Regions from separate parts of the Mus musculus genome. Here region 1 is linked to region 2. Evidence: chromatin contacts called from public HiChIP or PLAC-seq data. All regions are on one chromosome and are shown on one strand. The core of a region is the stretch at or near the end of the contact, and the rest is flanking DNA. Distances in the headings are between cores, read along the strand shown.

Evidence for each region. HiChIP or PLAC-seq counts read pairs in DNA pulled down with a chosen protein or histone mark.
Region 1: an HNF4G HiChIP or PLAC-seq map of pancreatic cancer cells shows a contact between it and region 2. The contact joins the enhancer-like site here to the promoter of Grik5 in region 2. A contact is called at or near these places in 4 of 39 promoter capture datasets (the C10 cell line, embryonic stem cells, macrophages and 1 more), 4 of 15 datasets of contacts at CTCF or cohesin (CD8 T cells, the NIH/3T3 cell line, embryonic stem cells and 1 more), 22 of 484 Hi-C or Micro-C datasets (B cells, CD8 T cells, Th1 cells and 15 more), 31 of 115 datasets of contacts at active chromatin or transcription factors (the 230-238 cell line, CD8 T cells, the SCID.adh cell line and 19 more) and 5 of 9 other capture datasets (adipose tissue, embryonic stem cells, liver and 2 more).

Annotation. Positions count from the first base shown.
Region 1 is chr7:25,194,546-25,199,638 of GRCm38.p6, forward strand. No RefSeq gene overlaps it. Among named protein-coding and RNA genes, the nearest start is that of Mir7048, 21 kb to the right of the region's middle. Within about 2 kb of position 3,351, at least 53 of the 459 cell types and tissues checked have an H3K27ac peak or open chromatin away from gene starts, as enhancers often do. A contact at or near this core is called in group 2 innate lymphoid cells and pancreatic cancer cells, where this site is marked.
Region 2 is chr7:25,068,671-25,074,516 of GRCm38.p6, forward strand. Grik5 (glutamate receptor, ionotropic, kainate 5 (gamma 2)) reads right to left here and starts at 3,699. Exons shown (of 20, transcript NM_008168.2): 1 at 3,370-3,699.

The DNA.
Region 1 (5,093 bases), core at 2,101-4,600, 130 kb after region 2:
GGGAGGATCCCGAAAGAGGAGGGAAGAAAAATAGAAAACCAGATCCTAATGGTGGGAAGAGGAAGGCACAGGACCTCAACAGAGTCCTGGAGCTGAAGAAAAGGCGATGTGGACACTGCTAGGTCTGAACACCTTAGGAAGCTGAAGGAGTTTGTCTGAGCTGTCAGGACTTCATTTGTTCAGTCAGAAATGGTAGGCAAAAAAGTGAAAAGAGAGGCGGGGTGGCCGAGAAGTTCAAGCAAACATTGACTTCCATTTATTTTAGACTCAGAAAGCTCCCTGGATCAAAGGACCTGGCCATGCTGCTAAGTGAGGCAGAAAGCTATGGGGATGAGGGAACATGAACTCCGTTATTTTCCATTTACCCCAGTGTCTCACCTTGGGCCATCCTACATCCATGTGGAGGATAGCATCACATGGGCTCACATTTAAATGAGGTTTTAAATACTTTTGTGTGTGTGTAGGAATGTTTTGCCCCTGTGTGCGTCTGTGTGCCACATGCATGCCTACAGAGGTCAGAAGAGGGTGTCTGATCCCCTGGAATTAACTACAGGTGGTTGTGAGGCATGGTTACCAGTGCTGAGAACTGAAGCTGTGTCCTCTGGAAGAGCAGCCTGTATCTTTAACTGCTCAGCCATCTTTTCAGCTCCTATCCACTTCATGGTAATGGAGATTGAATTCCCATATTCTACACAAATGCTCTGTTGCTGAGCCATATCCCCAGCCACTGGGATATTCTAGGCAGGTGCTCTACCACTGAGCCACACCCCCAGCCTGTCACTGGGTGATTCTAGGCAAGGGCTCTATCACTAAGCCACACCCTAAGCCTGTCACTGGAAGATTTCTAGGCAGGTACTCTACCACTGAGCCATGGCCACAACCCCTCATTGGGAGATTCCAGGCAGGGGCTCTAATAATGAGCCCTATCCCGGTCTTCTTTGCACTTTGTAATTTGTGTGTGCAAATTAACTTTGGTAGGCTCGTCAATCACTTTTCAATGCGTTCTTTTGGGCCAAGATCTCTCACTGAATCTGGAGCTCATCTACTTGGCTAGACTGGCTGCAAACAAGCCTAGGAATCCACCCATCTCTACCTCTTCAGAAGTTGGGATTACAAACAGGGACCCACTTTTTACACAATGCTAAGGATCCAGGTTCAGCTCTCCCAGAGCTTGTATGCCAAGCCCTGGCTGTCCTGGAACTCACTTTGTAGACCAGGCTGGCCTCAAACTCAGAAATCCGCCTGCTCAGAAATCCGCCTGCCTCTGCCTCCCAAGTGCTGGGTTTAAAGGCGTGTGCCACCACGCCCAGCCCTTGCTTTCTAATTTGAGACAAGACTTCATCATGTAGTCCAGACAGGCTTTGACTTTTCAATCCTTCTGCCTCACTGCCCAAGGAGCCTGGCCCTACCCCTCTAGAGGTTTGTTTGGTTGTTTGTTTTGTTTTTGGTTTTTTGAGACAGGGTTTCTCTGTGTAGCCCTGGCTGTCCTGGAACTCACTCTGTAGACCAGGCTGGCCTCGAACTCAGAAATTCACCTGCCTCTGCCTCAAGTGCTGGGATTAAAGGCGTGCGCCACCACGCCCAGCCCCTCTAGCATTTTGATCTCAAGGTTTTCCTTTCGAAGCACCAGCAAGGCCTTAAAGCAGGAAGATCGTGCATTTTAGGCACCCCTCCAAGCTCTCTCTGCTCAATCCCTTGGCTCTGATGGTAGCTGTATGGTGCCTTCCACAGCCTCAGCTCCTCAAGGCAGGCTCGCGAGTTCCAGTAGTACCATTTCATGCGACATCCTGCCAGTTAGATTTAAGGGCAGTATGGTCAGTTTCCTGTGGTATTACCCTCCCTCCAGGTTCCCTCAACAATGTCCTCACCAACAGTTCCTTCATTAAATTACCTTCAAAGTTCCAGCTGTGGTCCCTTCCGTTTCCTGCTGAGGTTCTATCAGAGGGTTAGTGAGAGAGATCAGAAGGTTTGCCAGAAGACTGTAGCTGCATGGGGAAAGGAGAAGCCGGAGGGGTCTGCTCCACTGGTACACAACAGAAGGATCCTGAGAGGACCTGATAACACAGGTGTGACAGCCAGGAAGGCCTGACAGGTGGAGATGGCAGATGCTGGGATGATTGGGATACTGGAGTCTGAAGGCATGGAAGACTGTATAGGGTTGTGATCAAACCCAGGAATTTGGGGCCAATGAGAAGGCTTAGCGGGTGCTTGCTGTCAAGTGCAATTGTCTAAGTTCAATTCCCAGGACACACAGCAGGAGAGAGTGTCTGGGGACTTCTACATGTACACGGTGGCATGCATATGCACACCCACACAACACAACACACACAACACACAAATGTGACTTTTAAATTTTCAGGAAAGATGGTTCAGCAGTTAAGAGTATTTATTGCTCTTGCAAAGGACCCAGGTTTGGTGTCAGCACCTTCATGACAGCTCGAAACTACAGCTCCGTAACTATAGTTCTAGGGGAACAAACACCAAATGCCCCTTCCAAACTCTGTGGACTTCTGCACACATGTGGTGCACTTACATACATACATGCATAACATAAAAATTAAATGTTAAATATTAAGAAAATAGCCAGGCAGCAGTAGTGCATGCCTTTAATCCCAGCACTTGGGAGGCAGAGGCAGGCAGATTTCTGAGTTTGAGGCCAGCCTGGTCTACAAAGTGAGTTCCAGGATAGCCAGAGCTATTCAGAGAAACCCTGTCTCGAAAAACCAAAAATAAATAAATAAATAAATAAATAAAAATAAAACAAAAAGAAAAGAAAAGAGAGAAGAAAAAAAGAAAAAGGAAAACCAAATATTTTTTAAATTTTTAATTTTTTTTTGAAAGTTGTTTTACTGCACGTACATGGGTGTTTTGTCTGCATGTGCACCACACGTATGCCTGATTTCTGCAGAGGTTGGCCACCCCTGAAATCAGTGACAGTTGTCAACTGCCTGTGTGTGACAGGGCTCACATTGTGTCCTCTGAGAAAGTAGCTAGTACCCTCAATGCCGAGACCAAAGTCCAGCCCCGAACCCTGTGTGACCTTGGGTCCTTGGACACTAAGCAAGCATGCTATCGTCAAGCTACGTTCACACCCCTAAGAATTTAAATTTGGGACTTGCACAATCCTGCTTGTCACTTCACTGTGTCACTCAGACAAGTGGCCTCACCTAGCTGTGTGTGTCTCACAGAGCTTAAATGATGAGGGAATTACTACCAGCCTCGCAGGAATGTATGAGGGATAAATGCACACTGAGCCTTTGGCATGGTGCCTGGCACGTGGTATAAGGACTCAGGAAATGTCCCTTTGTTTGTTTACACTTCCAGGGAATGACTCAGTCCAAGGTGTGGTCCAGGGAGTGGATGGCGGGGTGAGACAGAGGCTGGTCAAAGGATGAGGCAGAAAGAAAATGTGACACAATGTAACAATAAAAAATAGGTCATCGCAGGGCAGTCAGATGTTTAGCAGGATGCACAGGCTGGGGTGGAGTGTGGGCCCCTGCCTTGTGCACTTCACTCCCTCACAGTCTTTACTCAAGAACAAACAGAAATTGGGTTGGTGAGATGGATCTTGGCTTAACCCCGAGTTCAATGCCAGGGACCCACATACTCCACAAAGTTGTCCTCTGGTCTCCTCAAGTGCATTGCATACACACGACCAAATACAAAACACACACAAACATGCTCACGCTCGCTCTCCTCCCTCCCTCCCTCCCCCTGAAATATTTGTTTTAAAAATTAAAGAGTAAGCAGAAATGAAACCAAGCAATAGTGGCATACACATGTAAATTGAGCAGTCAAGAAATGGAAGAAGGGGGCTGGAGAGATGGCTCAGTGGTTAAGAGCACTGACTGCTCTTCCAGAAGTCCTGAGTTCAAATCCCAGCAACCACACGGTGGCCCACGCCATCTGTATTGGGATCTGATGCTCTTTTCTGGTGTGTCTGAAAACAGTGTCAGTGTACTCATATACAGAAAAATAAATAAAAATAATTCTTAAAAAAAAGGAAGAAAGAAAGAAAGAGAGAGAGAGAGAGAAAGGAAGGAAGGAAGAAAGAGGAAGAAAGAAAGAAAGAAAGAAAGAAAGAAAGAAAGAAAGAAAGGAAGGAAGAGAGAGAGAGAGAGAGAGAGAGAAAGAAAGAAAGAAAGAAAGAAAGAAAGAAAGAAAGAAAGAAAGAAAGAAAGAAAGAAAGAACAAACGAACTGGAAAAAGAATCGGAACTTCAGGGCTAGTCTGGAATACATTTAAGACAGACTCAGACTGCTGCTCCCTTCCTACTACCTCCAAAAAGGGGGAAGGCTGGAAAGATGGCTCAGCAGCTGAGAAGCTCTTGTCTGTTGTTGCTGCTCTTGTGAAGGACCAGGTTCCCAGCAGCCACTTGGGTAGGTCATAACCTCCTGTGACTCTAGATCTAGGGTATTCAATGTCCTCTTTTAACCGCCAAGCATATGCACACACAGACACACACACACACCTATCATAAATAAAACAAAATACTTTCTTAGAAAAGCAGAAGCAATCAATCACTGGAGAGAAAGAAAATAAGTCACAATGATGCACTACTACACACCCAACAGATGAGCGGATGTATTTGTCTGACAACAGCAGACTGGTGAGGAGGAAGCAGGGGCTGCTCGGGCACCACTGGTGACAAGGTATCTATCTGTATATCCACTTTAGGGAAAATGGTCTCAAGGGGAAACAATAGAGATGCTCACTGGAGGGGCTGGAGGGATGGCTCATTGGTTAAGAGCACTGGTTGCTCTTCCAGAGATCCTGGGCTCCATTTCCAGCACCCACATGGTGGTTGATAATCCGTCAGTCACTGTGTCTGTGGTAACCTGATCAGGATTATGGGATGCAGTGTTCAGATGGGATCTACCAAAGCAGACCCTATTCATAACCATGACCAGCAATTCTACCTCAAGGGAGAGAGATCCCAGTGGAAAGAAGAGTTTGTTCACACACAAAACAAGTAAACAGGGGGCTGGCGAGATGGCTCAGTGGGTAAGAGCACCCGACTGCTCTTCCGAAGGTCCGAAGTTCAAATCCCAGCAACCACATGGTGGCTCACAACCATCCGTAACGAGATCTTA
Region 2 (5,846 bases), core at 2,449-4,948:
AGACATCATTGGGGAGGAATATACAGTTCTGAACGGCTCAGCTTGCTGGGGACACCAAGCTCATATAGTCCTGAGCTCTGGAAGATGGAAAGGTCAGAGGTCACAGATAGGACAGGCATTACTAGAAATTTCAAGTAGGAGTGAACCTGGGGACCAGCCCCACCCCAACAGGAAACTGAAAAGTGCTACCACCACCCCAGTCCCGCCTCTGTCTCTGGGCAGGCAGCTGTTACTAGGCAACAGAAACTGGCTGGAGAGGATGCAGTGGTTGCTAGGCAACCCCATCCCAAGCCTCACTTGCCACCTTCCTGACGTCCCTGGTTCCCACAATCCCATGGGAGAGAGGCCTGGACACCCAGGGTCTGACAGGTGAAAGAATCTCAGAATTGGGAAACTTGGTGAGGGGGAGGAAGGGAGAGAAGGAGCAAGGGAGAGAGGGAGGGAGGGAGGGAGGGAGGGAGGGAGGGAGGGAGGGAGGGAGGGACATAGCAAAGAACCTAAAAAGAGAGTACAGAAGAAAGAGAACAACAGGGGAAAAAAAAGAAAAAAGAAAAAGTATCTGATGAGAGGCTGCAAAGGAGAGATGCTGGGACTCAGAATGTGAGAAAGGAACGGAAAACAGGCAGATATGAAAGCACAGAAGGATGGCAGAAACGGCTGAAAACAGAGAGCGAACAAAAGTTGAAGGAAATCAGAGACAGGACTGGGAGAGACAGGGAAGGGGCTGACTGGGAGATGTGGACATAAAGGACAGACACCAGAGAAAGGGAGCAGGGCAAGACCAAACAAGGGGCTATCAGTGCATGGGAGTGGGTGAGTGACGGAAGAGAAAGCCGGAGAACAGGGAGAGGCACAGACTGACTCGGGAGACCAGAGCGTCTGGTGGGAAGGACAGAAAGCTGGAAGGCTGACTGCAGGAAGTGGGTACTGAAACCCTGCCTGTACCCTGTTCTAGGGATCGAGTACGGGTACATGACTTCTCCTTACAGGTCCAGCCCCGGGGAGTTCAGCTCCTGGAGTGTTCTGGGCACTCCAGGCCTTTGGCAGTGTAACTGCTGGGCGGGATGTGCTTTGCCAGATGTGCACACGGATCCCTGGACCTGGTTGTAGACCATGTTCCAATGAAAGAGGGTTATTGCAGAGCCCAGAGCACTGTGACATGTGTCTAGTGTCCCCTGACATCCCACCTGGGGCCATGGAAAGCACTCCCAAGAAAGGGCAGAGTCACAAGCCAAGGCTTGGATTTGGCCTCTCTGGCCAGAAAAGTTCAGGCCAAGGAGAAAGGTTGCCTTAATCAGTCCCACACTTGCCTCTATTTCACTGACCTTGAGAAAGTCCTCCTCCACACCCCTCAGCCTTTGGTGAGGAGAGCCTGAGGGATACAAGGGCATGCTCAACAGACTGGTGGCTGCAGACTGCAATTTAGATCTAATGTGGAGGCTTGACCAGGACAGAGGAGCAAGGAATTCTGGGAGAGCTAAAAGGAGAGTTCTCAAGGGGAAGGGCAGGAGGGAAGGGGGTTCATCCTGGGACATCTGGAACAAATGGGGATCAGGGACTACAAACAAATAGACTGAGGCAGGGCAGAAGGGCAGAGACCCACAGGTGGCAGACACAAATGGGAACCAAAAGACAGAGGCTCAGTGCAGAGACGGTCTATGGAGAGTGAAAGGACAGAGGCACAGTGCAGAGAGAGTCTATGGGGAGTGAAGAACACAGAGGTCCATGCACAGAAAGGCAGCCCCCCAAAGTGCTGACCACAGCTAAGTGGGGGAAAAGGACAGACACTAAGTAGGACATTCACACCAGGATGTAATTCCTGCAGTCTGGAGGCAGGGGAATCACTGTGAGTTTGAGGCTAGCCTATGTTGCATCCTGAACCCTGTCTCAAAAACAAAGAGATGCTAGAGAAGCGGATGGGAAGTGCAAGGAGGAGCAGGGTCAGGTCAGTTCAGGACTCACAGACCTGAGACTCAGGCCTGGCAGATACAGACGCACGGAAACAGTGCCAGCAATGGGGGGGGGGGGGGGGGCTGAGGAGAGTGGGCCAGGTCCTACAGGTTGGAGGAGAGATGGGCAAGGGGAGACACGTGCAAAGGACAGGAGGCAGACAGGAGAAGAGAGGGGGCCCAAAGATGAATAACAACAAGTATAACAACCAAGGGGCCAGCAGGGTGTGCTGACACACACCTGTAATACCAGCTATCAGTAGACAGAGGCAGGAGGGTCAGGAGTTCAAAGCCAGACCCAGCTCCTTGGTGAGTTCCAGGCTAGCCTGGGCTATAGGAAACCCTGTCTCCAAAAGCAGAACAAACAAACAACCACAGCCTGAGACAGACACACAGAGAGTGTGAGCTAGGGACAAGCGCACAGCAGCCTAAAGAGGCTGAGGCCAGAGGGGCAGAATCCAGGATGAAAAGGCTTGAAGAAGAAGCGCACAGGGAGAGGGCTGACCACACAAGCGAGAGAGAGGATGAGCCAGGAGGGAAACTGAGTCAAAGCGGATGCCCTGGAAGGGCATAGCAGCATACACAGAGGATCCCAGAGTCCCCAGCCCACGGGTACTGGGAGGGATGGAAGCTAAAAGGCCAGGTGGTGTGGTCCAGAAGTGGAGAGACTGGGATGGTGGGTGGAAGAACCCGGGCAGAAGCCAGGGACAGAGAGCAGTAGATGGGGATGACTAGGGGCCCACAGTGGGGTCTGGGGGAGGGAAGCAGAAAAGTGAGAGATAGAGGCTGGAGGTGGAGAGGATCAGGCAAAGAATGGAAAGACAGAGTGGGAAGAAGACTAGATGAGAACTAGTGTCTCATCAGAGTCAGATGCAGAGCCTGGCTTAGGAGAACAGCGGAGAACAGAGAAGTTGGGCAGAGTTGGACAGGCCTGGGAGACAGGCGAAATACAGACTTGAAAATGTAAAGGCATCTCCAGAAGACAGACAGAAGGTGCAATGGGGCCGGGCCTATGGTAAGGCTTAGTGAAAGAGGTGAGAGAGAGAGAGAGAGAGAGAGAGAGAGAGAGAGAGAGAGAACCCAACACACAACAACACACAAGAAGTCAGGAGCCAGTGTGGGTCTGGGACCCAAAGCTTGGAGGAGGGACAATCCAGGAGCCAGTGAAGTGAGCTGGCTACCACAGGACCCCGGAAAGCTGGGACTGAGGGCAGGTGTGAGGTGTGTACCCAGAAGTAAGGGTGAGAAAAGAAGAGGTCGTGGAGAATGAGAGGTTGAGAGGGAGGGCACAAAGCAGCGAGAAATAGGTTCCTTGCCATCCACGGGGAGCAGGGACTGTGGGGGCCCCCGCCAGCCGGACAGGGAGCCTGGCCTTCCAGGACCCAGGACCCAGCCCAATCCCCGCCCTGCAGACACTTACGGATCCTGGTGGGACGGAGGGCTGGGCTCCCTCGAGGCCCGAGGAACGACAACCAGGAGGTGCTCCGATGCTGGGTGCTGGTGAGGCTGGGGCCGGGGGAGAGGGCAGTCCACTGGGCCCCCTCCCCCGCCGCCGGCGGTGGCCCCCAACTAATCCAAAACGGTGTCTCCCCAGCAGCGGGGAGGAAGGACAGGTGGAAAAGCAAAGGGCGGGCCAGGAGGGGAGGAAGGGGAAAGGAGAAAATGGAGGAGAGAAGGGGAGAGAGGAGAGGGGGAAGGAGCAAACGGAGGGGAAGGAGGGAGGAAAGGAGGAGAGGAAGGTGAAAACGGAAGGGAGGGGGGCACAGGCAAAGCCGGGGGAGGGGGAAGCCGGCCCAGGAAAGGGCCCCCGCCCCCTCCCCTAGCCGGGCCGGCCTGGGGGGGGCACTGGGGGTGAGGACTGGGTGGAGAAAAGAAAGCCAGCCATCGGGGGGAAGTGGGGGAGGGGAGGGCCTGCTGGGGGGGAGGGGGCCGCCCCCTTCCCCCCCCTCCCCCCAGAGCCTTGGCCCTGCCCTGGATGAGGCTAGGGCCGGGAGTCCTCAACCCCTCAGTCCCCACGGGAAAAACATGCTTGAGGGCCAGGAGAGGCCGGTCAATGAAGGGGCTAGCGAGGACAGAGCAACTGGCAGCCCTGGTGAGACCAAGAAGGGAGGCAGACGAGGTGGCGAGATGAGGTGGGAGGAGAGGATGGAGAGAAGCAGGTGGAACGGGAAGGCGGAGGAGGGTGGGGTGTCCCGGGGCCCGCCGGCTCTCGGTGGGAGGGCCTGGCCGCACACTCTGGTCCCCTGTGAGCGGCAGCCGCTGGCGGCTCCGTGTCCCCAGCCGGGCCTGCCTCCTTGCTGCCGGCCGCTACTACCGCTGCCGCCACTGCTCCTTCTCCCCTCCTAGGCCGCCGCCTGCCCGCCCGCCCGCGCTGAGTCCTGGAGCGCGGGGGGGTGGGGTGGTGGTGGTGGTGGTGGTGGTGGTGATGGTGGTGGTGGTGGTGGTGGAGGGGAGAGATGAAGGGAGGGAGGCAGGGAGGAGGGCGGGCAGGAGGGAGGGAGGCAGGCAGGCAGGGAGCAAGGAGGGAGGGAAGCAGAGGAGGGGGAGATCGTATTGGTCGGGCTGGGGGGCCCTGCGAGGAGAATGCTGATGAGAAGAGCGAGCTGCATTGGATGAAGGGCCAACCCCCGGGGCCACCCCCTCCAACCACACCATGCCACCGCCCTGCCCAGGCAGCCCAGGATTCTGGAGCCCATGGAGCTGAGAGGCATTGGTGGGGAGAACTGAGGGAAGGGCCTAGAGATGGGGAGAGAGGACTACAGAGATGGAGAAAAATGCAGGGAAAGAGACAGCCAGCCATCAAGACCCAAGAGAGGTGGGCCAAGGCCCACAAACTCCACAAGGCCAAGGAAAGCCAGCCATGGAAAAGCAAGCCACCTGAGGACAAGAGAACAGCATATAGGACACAGAGGTGTTTGAAGGTGGCAGAGGCCAGAGACAGAAAGACTCCTCAGAATAGGGAGCCATACACAGAAGGAGCAACCAGGAAGCATACACGGGGCCCAGTAAGCTAGGAGAGGTCTCCTGATGGAGACAGCCCCATGGGTACAGGAGACCCACAGAGACAGTCACGTGGCTCATAGACATGAGAGGACCACTGAGGCAGGCATGGCAAGCTGGGAGACATAGAACTGGGAAGCCTCTGGAAACGGGCTCAAGATGTTGAGGGGAGGAAGGGATTCTCCATTGTGCACAGAGAACTCCTGGGGACCCGTGGAGATGAGTGGGAAGCCAGAAGAGGCCCTCATCTTTTAGTCACCTGAGCAGTGAGGCAGTGGGAGGGGGTGACAAGATGGCAGAGCTGAGAGAAGCACCCTTTCTTAAGGAATACTGCCGTCTCCCTGAGAAAGCCCAGAAGGGCAGGGGGATGGAACAGAAAATCCACACAGATCTTCAAGTGGGGGTGGGTGGTGCAGGGCTGGGTGTGTGTGTTGGGGGGTGAAATTTGGGGGGAAGGAACATGACAGTTGGCGCTGAAGGCTGAGCCCGTGACTCACCACCACCCCCATGCTCGTGATGGGGAGGAGACACTGACACTCTCACGTGCAGCCCCCAGCACATGTGACCACATGCCTCGCACACACAGTTGGCACGTGGCAACTCAGAGTATTGCAGGTCTGGCTTGGTGAGCTCTGACTTCGTGGGACATGCCCAACAACATGTGACATAATATATCTGACCCTGTAGGACCACCAAACTTGTCCATGCCTCTTTATCCTTCTAGGGTTAACATCCACAGTCTCCTTAACACCCACATTCCGTTCTAGCCAAGCCTGAGGCCAGTACTTCATGCCTGCCTCTCCGTATCTTTGCTGATCCAGGGATGGTATTATCCACCCTCTCTAAACATAATCTGTCCCAAAAGGTCCAGTCCAGTGCTACCACAGCACAGTGTCT